Linked DNA regions of Gossypium hirsutum: region 2 is linked to region 1. A link is a contact called in public Hi-C data. All regions are on one chromosome and are shown on one strand. The core of a region is the stretch at or near the end of the contact, and the rest is flanking DNA. Distances in the headings are between cores, read along the strand shown. Region 1 holds the start of LOC107926750 (SCARECROW-LIKE protein 7). Region 2 holds the start of LOC107926679 (pentatricopeptide repeat-containing protein At4g36680, mitochondrial).

Region 1 (6,070 bases), core at 593-3,092:
GGTGAATCACGAGGTAAGTTCGGTTCCAACGATTCGAATACGGCCGAGTAATACCGCAATGCGTTCTTGAATCGGTTCACGAACCCCACTCGATTTAAACTCGCTTCATACTCGCCCAATGTCACGATTTTGGGGTTCAATGATTTAGCCAAACGGAGAGCTGCTTCCACGGTCACCGGAGTAGCATCTAACAAATTGTATAATTGAAGCATGAAATTTACAGCCAATACCTCATCATCATCAACTCGGAAACAGGACTCCTTCAGTTCCTTAATCGGAGTTAGAATCGGTTCGAATTCAAAATTCAAATCCAGAAGCTTGGCAAAGTCGCGTAGACGGTTACCGGAAGCATAAAGGGAGGGAGCTGGAGATGATCCCAAAACCGGGGCAGGTATACCCGAAATACGAATTCGGGTGGGTTTTCCAGCTGACCTGGTCGCTAGAGCTTGCAAAAGAGCAGCCCATTGAACTCCTTGAACAATTCCAAAGTCCACTACGTGAATCTTGGTTGCTCGCTCAGTAGCTTCGAGAATCGCTTGATTTGCCGTTAAATGAGCGAACTTGGAGTAAGGGCAGGCGTCGTTCAATACTTTGTAAGACAGAGTGAAGTCCTCCGACGTTGTTTCGAGCAGATTCAATCTTTTCTCTGCTGGAAGAGAGACTTTGCTATAGAGGGCTTGGGTGAAGTAAAAAGCCACTCTTTCAGTTGGATCTCCACGTTCAGATACCGACTCCCTGAGTTCAACCAGTGATTTAATCGCGCGTTCAGGTTCTGAGTCAGAGAGTCTAGCACAGTCGAGTACAGCTTTCAAAAGCGGGGGAGCTGACTCGATCTCGCTGGAATCAGCTGAGACCCCTGCGGCATCGTTTGTGAGTGGGGTCTGGCTCGGAGGACTGCTTGCTTTGGTTTCTTTAACGGCTACATGAGGAGGAGGTGGTGGTGGAGGGGATGGGGATGGGGACCACGTAGGTAGCTGGTGCTGAGACTGAAGAGTAGGGCTAAGGTTTTTCTGTGCCTCGGTTGGGAAAATGACTCGGTTCAGATCAGACGGCGTAGGACACGCCACGCTGAGACAATTTGGGCAAGCACTAAATGGATCAGCACCGCAAAGACCAAAATCAGCATTGTTCTGCCATACTTCACAACCAGACGGCAGATTTGAACTATCCGTTGAATCCCCACTGTTCATTAAGCAATCCATCCATTCGTCGGTGTCAAACTCACCACCCGAACCACCACCAAAATCCGGGAATCGAAACCCACTCGAATGATGATGCCCCATGTTAGGGAACTGAAACCCTTCTCCAGTATCACCCTGAAACAGGTCAGTGAAACCTGGACCCGAAAGCCCGTATCCGAGAATGGGAGAGTTGGAGACGCCATGGTGGGGGTTGTTAGGCCAAGGGTTTAAAGTAACATGACTGACACCAAGAAGCTGTTGCTGCTGGTGGTGGTGCTGCTCTTGTTGTTGTTCTTGCTGTTGCTGTTGCTTTATAACTTGTTGAGCGATTGCCATTAGATTTCCGCTATCCGCACACATATATGCCATTCTCCGGCCAAACCTCGACGGAAAATCGTTTTAACTGCACTATCATTACCCACAATTAACAAAGAAAGGATCAGCGAAAGAGTGAAATTTTTTCCAGTTTTTAAAGCATGAAAGAAGAGAGAGAAGAAAGATAGTACATACAAAAGTGTAGGCCCAACGGTAACTGAAGCAGAAGGTCTACAAACTTGGATTTTGCTCAAGGAAAGGAGAGAAAGAGAAAGAAAGCAATTTGGAGAAGTGCAACTCTAAAAAACGATACCTAAAACAGTAGAAGTAGGGAACGCTGAGTCGAGTCGCTTCAAATGAACAAGTGGGACCTTATATCATAGCCGCTAAGCATAAAGACAAGTTGGTCCCTCTTTATTTTAAACAAAATAGAATGAGAATTTGATTTAAAATATTTGTGGATTAAGAGGGTTAATTAGTCAAAAAGTTTATTTTAAAAGTTAATTACCTCGTTTTTTTTAAAATTTAGAAAAGATAAATTACACTAATAGTTATTTAATTTTAGACAAAATAGTTATTTAAGTTTCAATTTAATTACTCAATTTTTAAAAATTAATAAAAAAGTCACCACTAATCATTTTCCGTTATAGACATAACGAAGCTACCATTTTTTGTTAGATACTTAACGGAGCTACCATTTTCCATCCCCTATCACTGCTCTCACATCCCTCTTTCTCTTCCCCATCATTCATCTGCCTACTTTGATTCTCTCTCCCTCTTCCTTACCATCCTTCCTCCTACTCTGATTATTTCCCTTTCCTCTACCATCCCTTTGCTAACCCTCTTCCCTTACTCTGATTTTTTCCCTACCTTTTTTTGGCATTTCCTTTCACCTCTCTCTCGCTTGAAGGAACTAAAACTTCGCTAATTAGACAACTAAAATGTTAGTAATAATAAAAGTAAGTAAGGAAACATCTCTCTCGTTTCTCTTCCATTTAAGCTTGATGTTATTGCTTATTTATTTATTGTATCATTTGTATTACATTGGTTTCAATTCCTTTTATGACATCAACTTTTTTTCGTTACAAAAAAGTTACTGCTTTGATTCTCTTTCTAAATAATTTAAATCTGTTGGGAATTTTTAACTAATTGGTTGTCTTTTCTTATCATTTTTTTCCTTTATGGATTCCTTTTTTTTTAAAAAATGCATTACAGGGTGTTAGTACTGTAAGAGTCATTACATTTACAGTTAAGGTATTGGTATTCAAACTGTATAATTTGTGTATAAAGTGACAATTTTTATTAGATTTTTGAAGCTTATATTGTGAAAGCTTCTATGGTTTGGGGGTAGTGAGAGAATTTAAAGATTAAAAACACATAAAAGGGAACCCTTTTCATATCTTTGTGTATTCTATGATAAACTTTACTTGAAGAGGATAGTATCTTGTAAATTCTGCAGAATAAATGAAAAAGTTTGAATCTTTTAGTTGGCATGGCTGATAATTTAATTAACAATGTAAAATGAGATAAAATGAAGTGTTTAGAAAATTGAAACCAAAGAAGAAGCTGAAGAACATGCAGACCAATCACAATTAACAATTTAGGATTTAAACTATGGTTTTGAGGAGGAGCCGATGAAAGTGGATAGGAGAGTTTAGAATCTCGTGCACTTTAGAAGCACCAGTTTTCCAAGGCTATTGTCATTGGGGCATAGACACATTCAAAGTTAATTTTCAACTGCATGACACAAGTGTCCCAATAGTTTCCAAAGATTGAAAACTCAAACTCAGTGAGCTTGGCGATGGGGTGACAATTCAAAGGATGAAAGGTATCGGCCAATCTTCAATCTTGAGGTTTTGGCAAACTAGAAATGCAAGTGGTACCAACTCTACTCCAAATCTATGGTATTTTAGACCAAACTCTTCCACTTCTTTCTTTGCTCATATCTAAGTTTCCTCTAATCAGTCAATTTGTGTATGTATTTTCTATGATTGTAAATTCGTTGGATGGTAGGGGGAGTAAAATTATCAGAGTAGGGGAAGAGGGTTAGCAAAGGGGCGGCGGGAAAAGGGAAAGAATCAGAGTAGGAGGAGGGATGGTGGGAAAGAGGGAGAGTGATGGGAGAGTAGTGATAGGGGGATGGAAAATGACAACTCTGTTAAGTATCTAACGGAAAACGGTAGTTGCGTTACGCATATAATTGAAAATGGTTAGTGGTGACTGTTTTATTATTTTTCGAAAGTTGAATGACAGAATTGAAACCTGAATGACTGTACTCCAAAGTTGAGCAACTGTTTGTGTAATTTACCTTTTAGAGAATTAAGAGGCATTTTTGTCTAATGGTCATTTTACCCAGCAATCAAAAAATATAAATTGATCGGAAAAAAATCTTTTACAACGGTTAAAATTTCAAACAGCTAATTACATTTTTGCCCCCAACGATTATTTTATTCTTTATATACACCCTAATTATTTTATTTTTTCTTCATTCAATCATATTCTCTCAATTCTCTCTATTATTTTATTCACAATTTTTTCATTCAATTTCTCTCAAATTGTATGACAAAACCCTAACCTTAACTCTAACAAGGAATCCCATGATAAAATTTTAGAACCTGAGAATTTCAAAATAAATTTCAAACATCCCATCTTGGGAATCTTGGATGGTTATGGGCTTCTACATAATTTTTAAAATTTTTCCCTCTGTTGCCTATATAAAGAGGATTTTGCTCCCTTTACTCCATCAACTCACTTAGCCACCGTCCCTTAGGAAAAACAATTTTTGTTTTAATTATTTTTCCTGGGTGTTGAAATTTTGGAAGGGAAAGTTTGTTTGTGTTTGTGTTTTAAGGAGAAATTGTAATAGTTTTAAGGTATGTTTAGTTCACAATGATGTAGTGGCACTTGAAGATTCACACATTTAATTTATCGTGAGGGGAATGCACCATCACCTTAGAAGATGTCACATTGCAACTCGGGCTCCTAGTTTATTTTGGTTATACGATCATGGGTTCAAGTATAACTAAGGCTTCCAATTTACGGTGGTTATACAGTACCAGGTTTAAGTATAACTAAGGCTCTTAGTTGACGATAGTTATACGGTCGTGGGTTTAAGTATAACTCAAGGTCCAAGTTGACGGTGGTTATGCAGTCACAAGTTCAAGTTTCATGACACCAAAAGAGAATGCCTTATAAATCTCATACATAAGTTTGAGATTATAATCATAGAGAAAAAATGGCTCACTAGTATAGTCAACTTATTCTTTTTCTCTATCAAAGTAGTATCATGAATCTTATTGTCTAAAACCTGTGTCAAAGGTGAGGAGGCAAGAAGACTTTTAGGGGGAAGTGATAGTGATGGTGTAGAAAATTTAGAATGCGACTTGAGGTGGCAGCGGTTGCTATGATTAAAGAACTCATTAATAATTACAATCGTTGTCACCCTTAGTTGCGTTTTAGCTTTTCTTCAAGTTGGAAATGTATAACACCCCTTACCCAACCCGATCAGTGGATCCAAGTTATGGAATGCTACAGTTGTTGTTGGAGTAACTACTAGCAAGAACATTAGAAAGAAACCTTTTAAACACACAAACATGTCATAATTACAACTTTAACATGTTAATTAGAATTTCGTGAAACTTAATCGAGCTTATGAAAACTTATTTTTTAAATTCGAGCAAGAATAAGGACCAATTTGCAAAGTTTTCAAAATTTCCTCAAATGGTATCGATACCCATTGAAGGTACCGATACTAAATTTAGCTTTGATGTTTCATAAAATCAAATTAAAATCATAAGGTACCGATACTTGGATCAATATACTGATACTTCCTTATTGGTATTGATATCTTACCATAATATCGGTACCAAATTGACATTCTGTTTATTTTAGAAATTGATTGAAAATGTCAAGTACCAATAACTTTTCTAAGGTATCGATACTTCTGTACTAAAATGTTAAAAACCTTCATTTGAAACCATTTCATGCCCAACAAAAAGTTTTATTCTCAAAGCACTTTAAGGCACATTTGAGGCTTGCATAAAAATTCCTTTTAAACATATAACAAACATGATTAAACATAACATTAAGTCAATCACAATCAATTCAACCAACATGCCCCATTTGACACTAAACCACTCCAATTGAACTTATACACTTTCACGTTAATGAACCAACATTTATTTATGTTTTTAAACCATTCAAAATCAACATTTAAGCATACCATTTTTGTGTTCAATTCATACCATTTGCACATTCAATGAACCATTCAATCACTATACAAATGATCCCAAAACATGACCAAAACATACATTAACCTTCATTTGAAACCATTTCATGCCCAACAAAAAGTTTTATTCCCAAAGCACTTTAAGGCACAAATGAGACTTGCATAAAAATCCCTTTTAAACATATAACAAACATGATTAAACATAACATTAAGTCAATCACAATCAATTCAACCAACATGCCCCATTTGACACTAAACCACTCCAATTGAACTTATACACTTTCAAGTTAATGAACCAACATTTATTCATGTTTTGAAACCATTCAAAATCAACATTTAAGCATAC
Region 2 (5,222 bases), core at 576-3,075, 310 kb after region 1:
CTAGTAAATAGTTTTAGCAGAATATTCGATTATTAGAATTTTCTTTTCATTCCAAAACAAGTAGAACAATGAAACAAAAACATAGCAAAAGAGTAACACAAATTAATCCTTACAATTAAGCAGAATTGACCTTTTGTAAAACTATCTAAGAAAAAAAATATTATCATCATTCAAACTTCTATGGTGGATTGCATAGTTCATCTAATCATTCTTAGCTGCAAAAGAATATAAAGCAGCTAACTCAAACCACCAGCAAAATAACAGCTAAAATCTCAATTCTAACCTGTTGATTCTTTAGCCTCACGAGCTTCAGCATTACCAGAAACCAAACCAAGTTCTTCCTCGAGCTTCTTCCATGCTATCAAAAAGTTGGGAGGAAACGTCTTCTTTACCGTCCTGATTAACCCTTTCGCATCCTTGATCTTCTTTTTCATCACCAATCCCTCCACCAAATGCTTCAAAGTGTTAAAATCAGGAATCTTATGCAACCTCACACTCTCTTTGAACACCTTATAACCTTGCTCATACAATCCATTTAAACATAAATAAAACACCAGCGTCCGAAAAGTAGCCGCATTTGGATTACACCCATTACCTTCCAATCCTTCATATACCTTCTTAGCTTCATCCAACATGCCTCTCTTACAAAAACAAGTCATCAGATAATTATAACTAATGGTATCCGGTTTCAACCCCAGGGTGCTCATATCGTCAATCAACTCCTTCACTTTCTCCGGCTCTCCGCCTTGAAAATTCGAAATCCTAACGTTATAAGAAGCAACATCTAATTCGCAACCAGTCTTCATCATCTCAAACCACAACTTCTCTGCCTCTTCCGTTTTTCCCTTCTTATACAATGCGTTTAAAATTGTTGTAGAGGTAACTGCAGTTACCTCCACGCTTTTCCTTTCCATTTCTCTTAGAACCTCAAGCCCTTTCTCGGGATGACCCGCTTCGCAATAAGATTTAACTAAAATCCCGTAGGAAACTTTGTCTGGTGAAAGACCAATGTATTTCTTGGGAATTTCATCGAACAGCTGGGGAACTCTGTCAAATTGCCTAGACTGATTGCAAGCGGAGAGCAAGGCGTTGAAAGAAATGGTTGATCTGGGGGTACCAAATTGGTCCATTTGATGGAAAGTTTTGATGGCATGATCTAACATGCCAGCGATACCATAGGATCTGATGAGAGTAGAGAGGAAAGGCTCCTGAGAAATCTTGGGGTCGGTTTTGTGGGACTCTATTAAGGATTCGATGTCGGAGAAACGACGGGACTTGGCGAGGCGGCGGACGGTGAGGTCTTGAGCGTAGCGGGAAGAAGAAGGGGAAGAGTAGTGTTTGGAAACGGAAGAGTAGATTTCGAGGGCTTTGTCAGGGTCGTACTCAGTGCGGAGTTTGCTTTTGGCTTGGGAAACCGAAATGGAGGAGTAAGCGGCGGAGGAGGCAGCGGCGGAGGAGGCAGCGGCATTGGAGGTGGCCGAAAAGTGGCGGAGGTGGCGAAGACGAATGGAAGATGACATGTTTTTTGGTAGGAGACTTGTTAGGGTTTGGTTTTAGGGTTTTAGAGTGGGAACGGAGCAGAGCAGCTTAAAATCAATGGTCAGAGAATTTTGCTAATGAACTTCGTTAAGTTTATTTTTAACCTTCTATTATTATTTTTTCTTATTTCTTTATACACACAACACGATCATTCAAATCTTTATTGGCCAATCAATATTACATATTTGTTACGTGAGCGAGTTTTTTTTTTTTTTTGGATAGTTAAAATTTACTTGGAAATGGCACCCTTTGTGAAAATGAACGTATAACATGGAAATGTTCACTGAATTACGAGTGACCCAAAATAACCTTGTATTTTAAATATAGGGTTTTATCTCTAGATAATTTTCTTTTTAAAAAATAAACTTCAATTTTAAGATGATAAAGAAAACATGTACTCGTTTGTTTTAAAATTTATAATACAAATAACTAGCCTTTATTTGATATTTCATCTCACTTTTAATTCCAGTGCCAACACACAAAATAAATATCCTAAAGCTGGTTCGAATTTTAATATTTTCTTCATCCTTGATACCAAATTAAGAAATGCAGGAGATACAAACTAAAGGACATTTGGAAGAGGAGAGAGCATGTCACAAACCTGGCAATTGGCATTAGGTACAAAACCAACATTAGAATTACAATAAGAGGTGGGAGTCATGGATAAATTTCTTATACCTTGTCTATATCTTAACTCTAAAAACCTAAACGAATAAAGAACCAGTTCGTACAACTACATTGCATCATAGGCGTAGCAGATAAGATATGGCTCATTAGCCATCATACTCCCCCTGTGCAAATTTGTTCTCAGGATAGAACACAGCAATTACTTGATTTTCACCAAATCTCCTTCCATTCATTGCAGCTTGGGCTTTTCGGGAACCTTCCACATCTGAGTACTCCAGAAATACCTTCAAATACCAAGCAATTGCGGTCAGTCAGTAACTAAGGGAAAGAAATGAATAAGGGGCAACTAGCAGAAACATTGCTAATGCAGGTCGATAACTAAAACAACAGGATTTCTTACAAATATAGAGCACTGACCTTCCCAACACCTGGTAATGATTCACCATTTGGATTCGGGCGGGGTATGACAACATTCACCAATGCACCTGCATATTACGTGTGAAAATTTCGAATCCACATAAAACTTTATTCAGGGAATTAGTTAGAAGAAATCAGTGTGAAGAAAATATAGATAAAGAATTAGTGTCTTCTGTCTGTGCAAGCTTAATTTGCTAAATTTGACTCTTTAATAACAGAAGCGAACAAGAAGAGCTGTAAAACGGAGATATAAACAAAAGGGAAAACGGAAATTAATAAAGTATACAGGACTTAGCATGTTAAAATAACTTTAAAAACTTAATAAGGAGGGTCAGGTACAACAAGGATGGACCAAATGGTTTTAAGAATAATTTTACCATGTTTTCCACCCTCTTGCCTCATGTCTTCAACAATGTCCCCATACTCCTCATCATCTCTAAGATCGTCTTCACTAATTGCTTGAGTCAAGCACACAACCTTTGTGGGCACACCTTGTGGTTGCAACATAAGCCTCTGTAAAGGACAAAGACACTGCAAATTAGCCTATCATGTATAGACGATACTTGCAACAAATGAGTAAATTTTAGAAATAAAAATAGCACTACCTAATCTTACCTGCAAAGCAATCTGCTGCTGTGCATGCTGAAGGATGCTCTCTTGCTCAGGTTTAGGCTGGGTAGCACCTTGGTTTGCTCGCCTAACAGTGAGAGTTTTATCACCCATTTTAATTCCATTTAAAGCAGCACAAGCGATGTCCGTAACTGACAGATCTTGATATATGCAGAAGGCATAGCCCTTTGAGTTTCCAGTTTCTCTATCTTTTACTAGATCAAAACCTCGAAGGGGTCCAAAAGACTCTAACAACTCCCTGATCTGCGCTTCAGTAAAGTAATATGGAAGCCCCCCCACAAAAATGCGGTCTGGACCCTCAAGCCCACCAGCAGACCCTGGAGATAGACCTACAGCTGCTAGATTAAGATTGGGACTGGGCTGACTTGGACCAAGAGTTGCAGCAAGCGAAGGGTTGTAGTCACTGGGTCTCCGAACCTTCACAGGTGCTCCCTAGAAATTCAGACAAGTCATTACAATTTCTTGTATTTAAATGACTTCAGTATGAAGATCCTAAAGAATATAGAATACCTCAAAGATAATCCCATCTAAAGCCATCGCATTACTAGCTTCCTCAACTGATCTCATCTCTACAAAAGCAAACTTCTTTTCATGGTTTATGTAGACATTAACAACAGCATCCCCTGAATGTAACAGAAAAGGATGAGTGACTAGAGACATAAAGCAGGTATTCCAGTCCTGCGATGTATCAAAAAATTTCTCCATATACCAGGACCAGCAGTATTTCCACCAATTGCAGCCATAACCTGGCTGAAGAAAGTCGCGACTGACTGCAATATAATATTTAGGTCAGTTCTAGCAATAAATGCAACCAATAAAATGAAATGTTTAACTATAGTGCAGAGTAACACCTGTTCATTTGCAGTGGGAGAAAGCCCTCCAACATAGACGCGCCGAGCATGCCTCGTAGCCTGAAAATGAAACGATAAATCATATAAGTGCCTGTAATTTATGAAAATTATTCTCAAGTAAATAGGTTCTAAACTAAAAATGTATGCATAATCCACCAAACCTGCTGAGTCATTGCCTGAACTGGCATAAGAGGGAGACCACCAAACTGCTGCAAAAAGCTGGAACTTATACCAAGTTCGAGAACACAGGACCTCACAACTATCACATACGCACGAGAGAAATACATACCTGACCAGTTGCCAGAGGAAACATGTTTGGAAACACTCCAGGTAGGGTTGGATTATTCCCTGGAATCTGGACTGCAAATGAAATTCAGATTTCATATTAGGATATAATTATAAATAAGGATTTTATTCCTATAGCGGCTGATTCAGCAGAAGGATTTTTATGCCTCCTATCCTATAGCATATCTGAACCTCTTAAAGATAAAAAGAAAAAGAACACACCATAAGCAAGTTCTGGAGGAAATACTTGTAAGACTACCCAAAAAGGCAATAGTTGCCAGTGGAAAGACGAACAATACCATTAAACCGGTGCATTGGTTCCTCCTTGTACACAAAAGCTACAGAAGTCGGCTCACGCCATTGCCTTCTTACAACAAAGACAAAAACATAGAAACAAACAAACAAACACCAAACACAAGGCAAAACCAAAACTCTCTCAGTTCCAGAATTATTTCACCAAGTATATAAAATAATATTAAAACCCTTCTAAAGACTGCAGCTTAAATGGCTGTATATACAAAATGGAAGAAAAAATACAGCTTACCAAAAGCACACCAGATTTTTATAGGAACTTTCCACTATATATCAACCAAAAGAACAGTAGCAGTTAACAAAATATAGCAATCTTAAATCTAATGAAGGCATATGTACCTGTGGTGGCAGTGACGGCAGCAGCAGCAGCCGCAGCAGCACCACCAGAACCAGCAGCTAACATTGCTGAAGCAGGAGGTGCCATGTCAAAGCCACTAATCCTTTTGCTGCACATAAATAAAGTATATCAAGGGCAAGAAATATAATTGGCATGAACTAGGGTAAAAACCTTTAAAATTCTCAAACTTTAGTTCCAAGACTTGGACATAAAGTTACTCAGCT

The links. A called contact is a pair of places that touch in the nucleus more often than the background predicts.
Region 2: a contact with region 1 is called in a Hi-C map of leaf, with 2.4 times the contacts expected there. The contact joins the promoter of LOC107926679 here to the promoter of LOC107926750 in region 1. A contact is called at or near these places in 2 of 34 Hi-C or Micro-C datasets (both in leaf).

The regions. Positions count from the first base shown.
Region 1 is chrA12:15,653,034-15,659,103 of Gossypium_hirsutum_v2.1, forward strand. LOC107926750 (SCARECROW-LIKE protein 7) reads right to left here and starts at 1,843. Exons shown (of 2, transcript XM_016857686.2): 1 at 1,692-1,843; 2 at 1-1,584. The coding sequence starts at 1,550.
Region 2 is chrA12:15,959,501-15,964,722 of Gossypium_hirsutum_v2.1, forward strand. It overlaps LOC107926679 (pentatricopeptide repeat-containing protein At4g36680, mitochondrial), which reads right to left and starts at 1,826. Exons shown (of 1, transcript XM_016857570.2): 1 at 30-1,826. The coding sequence starts at 1,520. The coding sequence ends at 279. LOC107926667 (splicing factor U2af large subunit B) reads right to left here. Exons shown (of 14, transcript XR_005906664.1): 4 at 5,001-5,107; 5 at 4,354-4,424; 6 at 4,226-4,273; 7 at 4,065-4,124; 8 at 3,923-3,983; 9 at 3,724-3,836; 10 at 3,199-3,645; 11 at 2,961-3,096; 12 at 2,584-2,651; 13 at 2,155-2,450; 14 at 2,048-2,112.